2 separate regions of the Rattus norvegicus genome follow, and region 2 is linked to region 1. A link is a contact called in public Hi-C data. All regions are on one chromosome and are shown on one strand. Each heading gives the region's core, a stretch centred on a gene start, on an enhancer-like site or on the middle of the called end of the contact. The rest is flanking DNA. Distances are from core to core; before and after follow the strand shown.

Region 1 (3,910 bases), core at 887-3,386:
TTTTGGCATGTTTTGCTCCTGAAAAGCCACCTTCACACAGCCTTACCTGCTGTTGTTGTTTCACACGGAAGAGACACAGTCCTATTCCCTTTGCCCCTTTGTATGCTTTGATAAATGCAACCCGGTGATCTGTACAAGCAAGTGTACCACTGTGTGCTTGTGCAAACATGAGATGGTGAGCCTATTGTCATGGGATGCCACAACTGCTTTATGGACAGATTTTCTTTGTGTAATTAGAAGGACCTCACTCTGAAATCACAGAAGTCTCCTACAGTCAGCCTGTAGTAGCTTCTTGTCTGCATTTACATTATCAGCATCATTTCTGTATATAGTCATAAGTGCTGAGCTCAGACATGACCACATTAGCTGGGGTGGGGTGTTGTTTACAGCTTTGCCCACAACACACATATAATGCTTGGGGTGTGCCAATGTAATATGCATCCCAGGGATAAGAGTCCTCTGCTACAGTAGAGTCTGTAGGATCTCTGTTAGCTGTTGGCTAGGATCCATCAAGGAACATGCGTTGTATAGCTTTAGGCTTACTCGTGAAAGGAGACTTAAGATCATGTTAGGATTGGGTATAATGTTTAATGACGGTAGTAACTTCTGCACATTGCTGCAGTGTCTGTGCTAGTCAGGTGCCTGAAATGAGAGTTTCCGGGCCAATGCTATCCAAAGAGGCTATACCTGGACCCATCCCCATTTCCAGGGCAAGTTGGGTATGATTGTGGGCATGAGTTACTGGTTGAGCCTCCTGCAAACATTATCAGGACTATGCTTCTCAGAATAGCACTTTGCTCCAGCCTAAGGCCTGGCCCAGGCCCACAGAGCATGCATCTCCCACATTACGGCCATTACTATCTCCTCCCTAGCCATTCTGGCAGCAGATTTTTCAGAGGCCAGAAAGTTGGACAGAGAGCATCAGAATGTGGAGTACTGGGTTCCAGAGGCCTTCCTCCCTTCTTTACTTTGGATCCAGGCTGCTGCCTCAGGAAGAATCCTGTCACATATTGTTTTTCACAGTTACCATCCCTGGGACCCATGTGTTTGCATCCCTAAATGGAACTGTAGGGCCTTTACTTGGGCTGAATCCAACAACCACACACACTCTGTGCAATGGCCTGGGACTCCAGATCATTTCTTCAGCTCAAGGCCAGTACTTCTTAAATGTCTCTGTTGTCAGCTTAAGGTCTGCACACTGGTAACTCCTCTCTGCATTTCTACATTTACCCATGATGCTCTTCGGTCTTATATTTCTGCTCCAGCACTGTGCACTGACCACCCAACTTTCCCCACCTAATTATCTATTAAATAGAAGCATGTGCTTTAGGAAGCCTCTGGCTCAGTCTCCACCCGGCTCAGTTGCTTCTCCTAACTCAAGAATATGGCAGCGCAGGGATCACATCCCCAGACATCACACCTGGGCATCTCAGCCTCTTTCTGGACCAGGAGCACAGCACACCGGGAATTTCAGGAGTTGCTTTGGCTGACTTTGGTAAGATTGCATGTAATCAATGATGGGAAACACTGACACCAGAGGGCATTTCCCACTCAAGATATTGTTTTCATGGAACCTGATTTGGGTTCCACTCATGAGAATGTCTCTAGTTTCTTCTGTTTTCTCTACAATGAGAAGCATAGCTTCTAGTGAGTTCTTTGGACTGATCTATATTGCTTTACCACAACAGATATTAAGTGCTGCCTGGTGGCTCTGCACTATTAGCAGCTGCTTCAAGGACTCCTGAAGTAGAGTCCCAGACTTCCTAACTCCAGGCAGTGCCTCTTTCTTTGCAGTTCTCAGGAGAAAGCCAGATGCATTCTGGGCCACACTGCTTCAGTTTAGCTCTCAGGTATTCACTGCCCAGGATTAAAAACAGAAACCTTCCTTTTTACATTTGTAAGGGGAAGTAAAAGACAAAAAAAGCCATCTCACATTGATCTGAACAGAAGTCCTAGAAATAGCAATTTTATGTTGCTTCTCTGTCGTCAGTGGATACAGCTACCTGATAGAAAGGGTAAATAACAGTGTTACACACGGAGGTGAGGCCTGGGCGGGAGTTTGGGAAACTGTACCAGGAAGCAGCAGACCTAAGGAATGCGTCATCCTGCTCAAATATCCCATTCAGTTCCTGCCATTCCAATCCCATGAGTGCATCTCCTCTTGGGTCAGACTTGGAGTTGAGCCTAGACCTCTGGGTAGTGTCCGGTTCCTTGCAGACATACTGCCATCTGCTGGTTACTCACGCAGTCTCCTCTTTGCCTGGCAGTGGGTCTGAGAGACATAAGACACCCACTGGCTTCAGGGAAGGAGCACACAGCCAGCCTCCCTTCCTCAGAAGGTGAGTTCCAAGCAAAGGAACTCAGACTGTTGTGGAAGCTCTTTCTAATAAAGACAGGAGGCTTCTGAGCTTTGATTTGAAGTTTCAGAGCTGAGAAATTCTGGGGAACCCATAGTTCACGCCCATTTCCCCCATTCTTCCTCGCCTGGGGTCCCAGACATCGGGCACCAGACATCATTTAAGGACCCAGCAAGGATTTCAGTGGCTGCACAAGGAGGAGGGAGGGTCTCTAGTCTTTATCAGGACATTAGTTTCCTAGAGAACCTTCAGTTGCATGGAGCTAAACTTCCAAGGATGTGTGGTGAAAGTGGGCAGGGCATGATGATAAGGAACAAAAATGTGATCTGGAAGAAAGCCCAGGGAAGCACGCAGTGAGGGTCAACTGGGGGCTCTGCTCAGCAAAACCAGGTTTTCCTAGATTCAAACTTCTAGAGGCTTCCAGAGATGGGGGCGGGGGCATCTCTCACACAGGCAGCATCGATCGCCTGTGTGAGATATTTCTCTTCCAGGAGCCTTTACCATTGTATATTATGGACTTGGAATTTGCTGTGTGACCAGCCACCCAGACGTAAGTTCTAGCTACCTAAGTGGCTTAGCCTATTCGGTCATGGAAACCCTGCCAGCCTCCTCAGTCCCATAAAGAAACAGTCTTCCCAAAACTTGGGGACACTAGAGAGACTGGTGCTCACCTAATGGGTCATTGGGGGTGACTGAGCAGCGGTGACCCCAGAAACACTACAGAGTATCCAGAACCTTGCTAGGAGTTGGGTACAGTCTCATATGAGACAGGCAGATCTCCATCCAACTCAAGATCGGCCTGGGCTACAGAGAGGCCCAGTCTTAAGAAAAAAGAAGCCCTTGTACGGTCACTGAATTTCATATCCCCATCTATTTCACTCGACAGTAGCAGTTCCCAGTGGAGCAGCACTCAAAGGAGGCCCTGCAGAGAGCAGCAGTCGTGGTTGACAGGATGCTGTCCTCTGTGGTTGTCCACACTTTCCCTGAGTGACAGAATATTTTCGCAGGGCTCCTAGAGGATCTGGAGTCCAGACTGGGCTGACCACTGCCTTCCTAACTTGGGCTCTGACACCTTTGTCCAAACAGAGGTGGGAAATCTGGCAGGTATTTCCCTTTGAGCATTTAGTTGCTGAGTAAGCAGGTATGGATGAGGTAGAGCTTGGTAGCCTTGGGTTTGGGGATGGCCAGTGTTAAGAGTGACAGATGTAGCTGCAGAGATAGGCAGAGGCTGATGGCTGGAGACCTGACTTATCCGCTGAGGGCACTGGATTTAAGAGCAGTGTCCTGAAGCTTGTATTGCTGCCACTGTCATGGAGAGCACCTGGAAGGGGCCATGGGAGAAGCCTAGAGAGGAGTGGCTGCTGGTGCTGGGGAGTGGGTTGGGATCTGGGGAGACGACAGGGCTGGGTGGTTCAAAGAGAATGCCACCCAGAGGCTTGAGAAGCAGACACACCACTGTTTCTAACTTCCCAGGCTGTTTCTGAGTCCTCTCCCCTCCCCTCCCCTCCTCTACCCTCCTCTGTTTTCTCCCCTTTTCCTTCTTCCTGGATTTT
Region 2 (3,910 bases), core at 832-3,331, 450 kb before region 1:
TACACCCAGAAGTACAAAAACACATTCCAAGAACAATTGCTTGTCTTGAAGAGGCTGAGGTCACAAGTCTCTTGTCTTATTTTTTTGTGGCGTTCCCACAAGCACCCAGAATTCTCCTCACAGGCCTCCATTCCTGGACTGTATTCTGACACCTGGGTCTGCTAGTTGAGGGAGTTTCTATATTGATTTAAGTGAGGTGGGAAGACCCACTCAGAATGCGGGTTGCACCAATGCCTGTGCCAGAGTCGTGAACTGAATTAAAGGGAGAAATGGAACTGAACACTAAGTATTCCTCTCTTTCTTCTTCCTGACTGCAGACACGATGAACCAGCTCCACCCAAGTTCCCACTGCCATGGCTTTCCTATCATGGTGGCTGTGTGCTACACTGACAGTGTTTCCGTTAACTTGAGTTAATAGTTAAGGAGACAGTGACTCACTTTGGGAAACATTCCAGGAAGAACTCCACTTGCATCATGGAGACTTCTGAGCCAAACTGGAGGAAATTCACACCACATAGGTAGGCCCTCTCAGGGTTTTGGATGGTCAGTGTTCTTACTGTTAACTCTTATGAACTGGGGCCCCACTGTTTTGGAAATGAAGTAGCAAAACTCTTACGAGCAACCCTAGCTCCTAATGCACAAAATCTGAGAAACTATTCAAGCCTGAGTTGTATAGCTTCCCACAGCAGCCCCAGTGTGTGTCAAGTATCCTGAATCAAGGACCATGGAGTGAACACAGAAAGGGTTTCAGTGAGCACCAAGAAAGACACAGTATTTACCAAATTAATAATTAGCTTAGCTTTCAGCAGAAGATGCCCATGTTTTTGTTTTCTTTGTTTGTTTTGTTTTGTTTGTTTTTACCTGCAAAATTTGAACTTGTATCCAGTCTACCAACTCTAACAGGATGAATAGGTACATGCTTACCTCTCCTTCAGACTACAGGATGAATCTTCCCTTTGTAATTTAGGTAGAGGTCTATCTTCAGACCTCTGATTTCTCAGAGATTGAACTCATGTACTTTTCAGAATGCAACTTCATGAACCAAAGCTGTGGAATTGTAGGCAGAGGGTGAATAAGACTTGGGAACCTGGAAAGCCTTGCTCCTGTACCGCTGGGTCACAAACCCAGGGCCACTCAGGTTTCAGCTGCGAATGGTTTGCTCCACATTTGTCTGTCCATCGTGAGCCATGACCATGAAAACCCCACCTTAGACTGCCAGTTTTTCCTGACAGTGCAGCAGTAAAGTCAAGATAAGCATCTCAGGATGCTGTCCACTGGTGCATCCATGCCTGTAAGTGATAGTAGCTAGGGGTCCCAATATCACTTTTAAGATATTTCTTTTGACACAAATCTGATCTAATAAAAGACACTTTCAACTTAGACTGGTGACTACGTTGGAGCCTCTTTGGAAAGTGTGGGAGACAGAGTAAAATTGGGGGCACAGAACCTAGACTGCCCTCAGAGTGGAGCTTGTAGCTTAAGTAGATGCCACGAGAGGAAAAGACAGGCATACAGGAATGGAGACCACTAATGCTTTCTTTTTTTCCCCAGAAAGTAGATCCTTAGGGTAGCCAGGCTAGGTTATGGTGTGGAAATCCGGAAAAAGGACCCAAGGCTGCTGTCAGGATAAAGCACCACCACACTCAGAATCTAACAAGCTTTGCCAGCAGAAGTGACCAGGAAGCATCTGTAAGTACTAGTGATGATACCACCAGAATCCACTGGGAATAGCTTATTGGTCCCCAATGGCCCAGGTGCCCGGTTAGCCTTCCAACCCTAAGGGAGGCGCGCATCTGAGCCTGTTTCAGCTCTGTACTTTGCTGGCCAAGCTGGGGGAAGTGATGGTCCCCGCACGGAGGTGGGAGCTGGCTTTACAGTTCTCACAAACCAGTACAACCATCATCACTGACTGGAGGTGGAAGGGCAGAGCTGGTGGGCGGGGTTACCGGGCATAAGGCGGGGCTTGATGGTAACGGGCGGGACTTGGTGGGCGGTGAACAGAGTAGTAGGGGCCGGGCTGCTGGGAGGTGGGCGGGGTTCCGAGCCTGCCCTGCTTGCTAGCGCAGTGGCTGCTGGCTCTGTCCGCCCCAGCCTGTCCACAGAGGGGCGCGGGCGCCGTGCAGGCGCTGGACTTAGGAGCTCCGGAGCCCGAAGCGCACGCCTAGCCGCGTGGGCGGCGATGAGCGCCGAGGGATCGCAGTCCCTGGCCGCCCCCCGCGGGCGTCCTAGTCACCTACTGGTGCCCGCGCGGGTGAGTGGGGTCCCCTGGAGGCCCTCTGAGTCCCTTCAGTCTCCCTGCCTCCCCTCCTTTCCCAGCGCCTCCTCCTTTCTGTGAGTCCTTGTGTCCCCCTTTCCGGGTGGCTCTTGTGGGCGGGGGTTGGCTCTGGGCCCTGGACATAGTGGATACCAGGAGCCCCTGGGTACCGCAATCTTGTCTTCCTTGCATCACAGTTACCAGCGTGCAGGTTTTTATTTTCTTATCTTTAACATCTGGGTCATGGGGCACAGGTGCTTTCTTTTACTGCGTGGTAGCTAAGGTCTTCCAGACCATGGGGTTTGGGCTCTGCCCAGCATTTCTTCCAAGGAGTGGTCTCTCTGGTCCCAGGCAGGGGCTTTTGCAGCAACTCAGGCACTCTGCAGGGGTTCTCGTTGTCCCCTTGATGAGGTGTGATGCCAACTGTCTCTGCTTATCGCTTGAGCCACCAGCTCAGTATCTCCAGAAACCAAGACGATGCTGATGGGCCAACTTTGCAACATGTTTTTAAAAGTCTATTCTAGGTCCTACCCACCCACCCCCCTATTTTTAAAAAACGAAACTATTGATTGACAAAACCCTGAAATGTTGGTTTAAACAAAAACGGAAAGTTCTTGGAAACCTTCAAGTTGCCACCCACACAGCACAACCAAGTGTTCTGGAAAGGGTGCAAGACGGCAGCTGTTTATCGTGGCCTTAGGAAGCTGTAGTGTGTCCTGGGGTGCAGTCACACCTCCTCTTTAACTATGCTCAAACGCCCAACCTTCAGCACTACTGGAGAATAAGGTCCTTTTAGGGTAACAAAGGTCTCTAAGACTGTAGGCTGGAGTGGCTGCTAACTGTCCAGTCACAATGCTTCAGAAATAGCTAGTGCACAGTGCTATGTTTACTGGGTTGAGACCAGTGTATCTGCTTTGCGAGTTGAACCATCCTAGGGAATCCTGCGACATCTTCAACATTTTGGGTGGAACATGGTAGGATTTTTGTTTTTTGTTTGTTTGTTTTATTTTACTTTTTTGTTTAAAATCTTTGTAATGTGAGTAGTTAGTTACCCAAGTACAGCAGATGGGACTCATACCTTAGAAAATACACTTAAGATTACCTGGAAATAGAAGGAAGCAAGTTGTCATTGGCTTTCTGACGTACTATTCTCGAGACTTCAATAGAATGTCCTCCCACAGTGCATTTTGGGAAATAGTCTTGCAACAAGTCCTGTTAGTAATTGTTATCATTAGAGGAAGAGTGGAAGTGATTTAGTGAAACAGAAGTGGCAGACTTCTGTTTTAAGTGCATGCATTTCATGGAAGCCTTCAAAAATCTTGCTGAACTCCATGTCAATCACTAGGTTGCTAGACAGCCCAAGACCTGTTCAGCATCCTATGTGTAACAGGAGCCCTAATGACGTGAAATGGCCCATCAGAACTGTACTCGAAGGGAACTTTTGCCACCGTTAAGGCCACACACTTAAGTCATCACGCAGAACATACCTGTGGTTTGCAGTAATGCAGTGCAAAACCCCAATATGTGAGGTTTGAGGTTGTATTCAAAGTAAATCTGCTAAGATTGATATTTATATCCTGGGAGAGTTCAGTCTCCCAGGATTGTGTTAACTGTACTTCATGCTGCAGTACTCGAACCTCTGATGGATGGCACCTA

Evidence for each region. Hi-C and Micro-C count contacts between places; a contact is called where the count stands out from the background.
Region 2: a Hi-C map of the A7r5 cell line shows a contact between it and region 1, with 8 times the contacts expected there. The contact joins the promoter of Sntg2 here to the enhancer-like site in region 1. A contact is called at or near these places in 4 of 12 Hi-C or Micro-C datasets (the A7r5 cell line, the Rat2 cell line, Schwann cells and 1 more).

The regions. Positions count from the first base shown.
Region 1 is chr6:52,274,712-52,278,621 of GRCr8, reverse strand. The region is part of intron 21 of Myt1l (myelin transcription factor 1-like); the gene reads right to left. Among named protein-coding and RNA genes, the nearest start is that of Pxdn, 32 kb to the left of the region's middle. Within about 2 kb of position 2,136, at least 20 of the 93 cell types and tissues checked have an H3K27ac peak or open chromatin away from gene starts, as enhancers often do. A contact at or near this core is called in the A7r5 cell line, where this site is marked.
Region 2 is chr6:52,729,143-52,733,052 of GRCr8, reverse strand. It overlaps Sntg2 (syntrophin, gamma 2), which reads left to right and starts at 2,081. Exons shown (of 17, transcript NM_001414914.1): 1 at 2,081-2,251. The coding sequence starts at 2,180.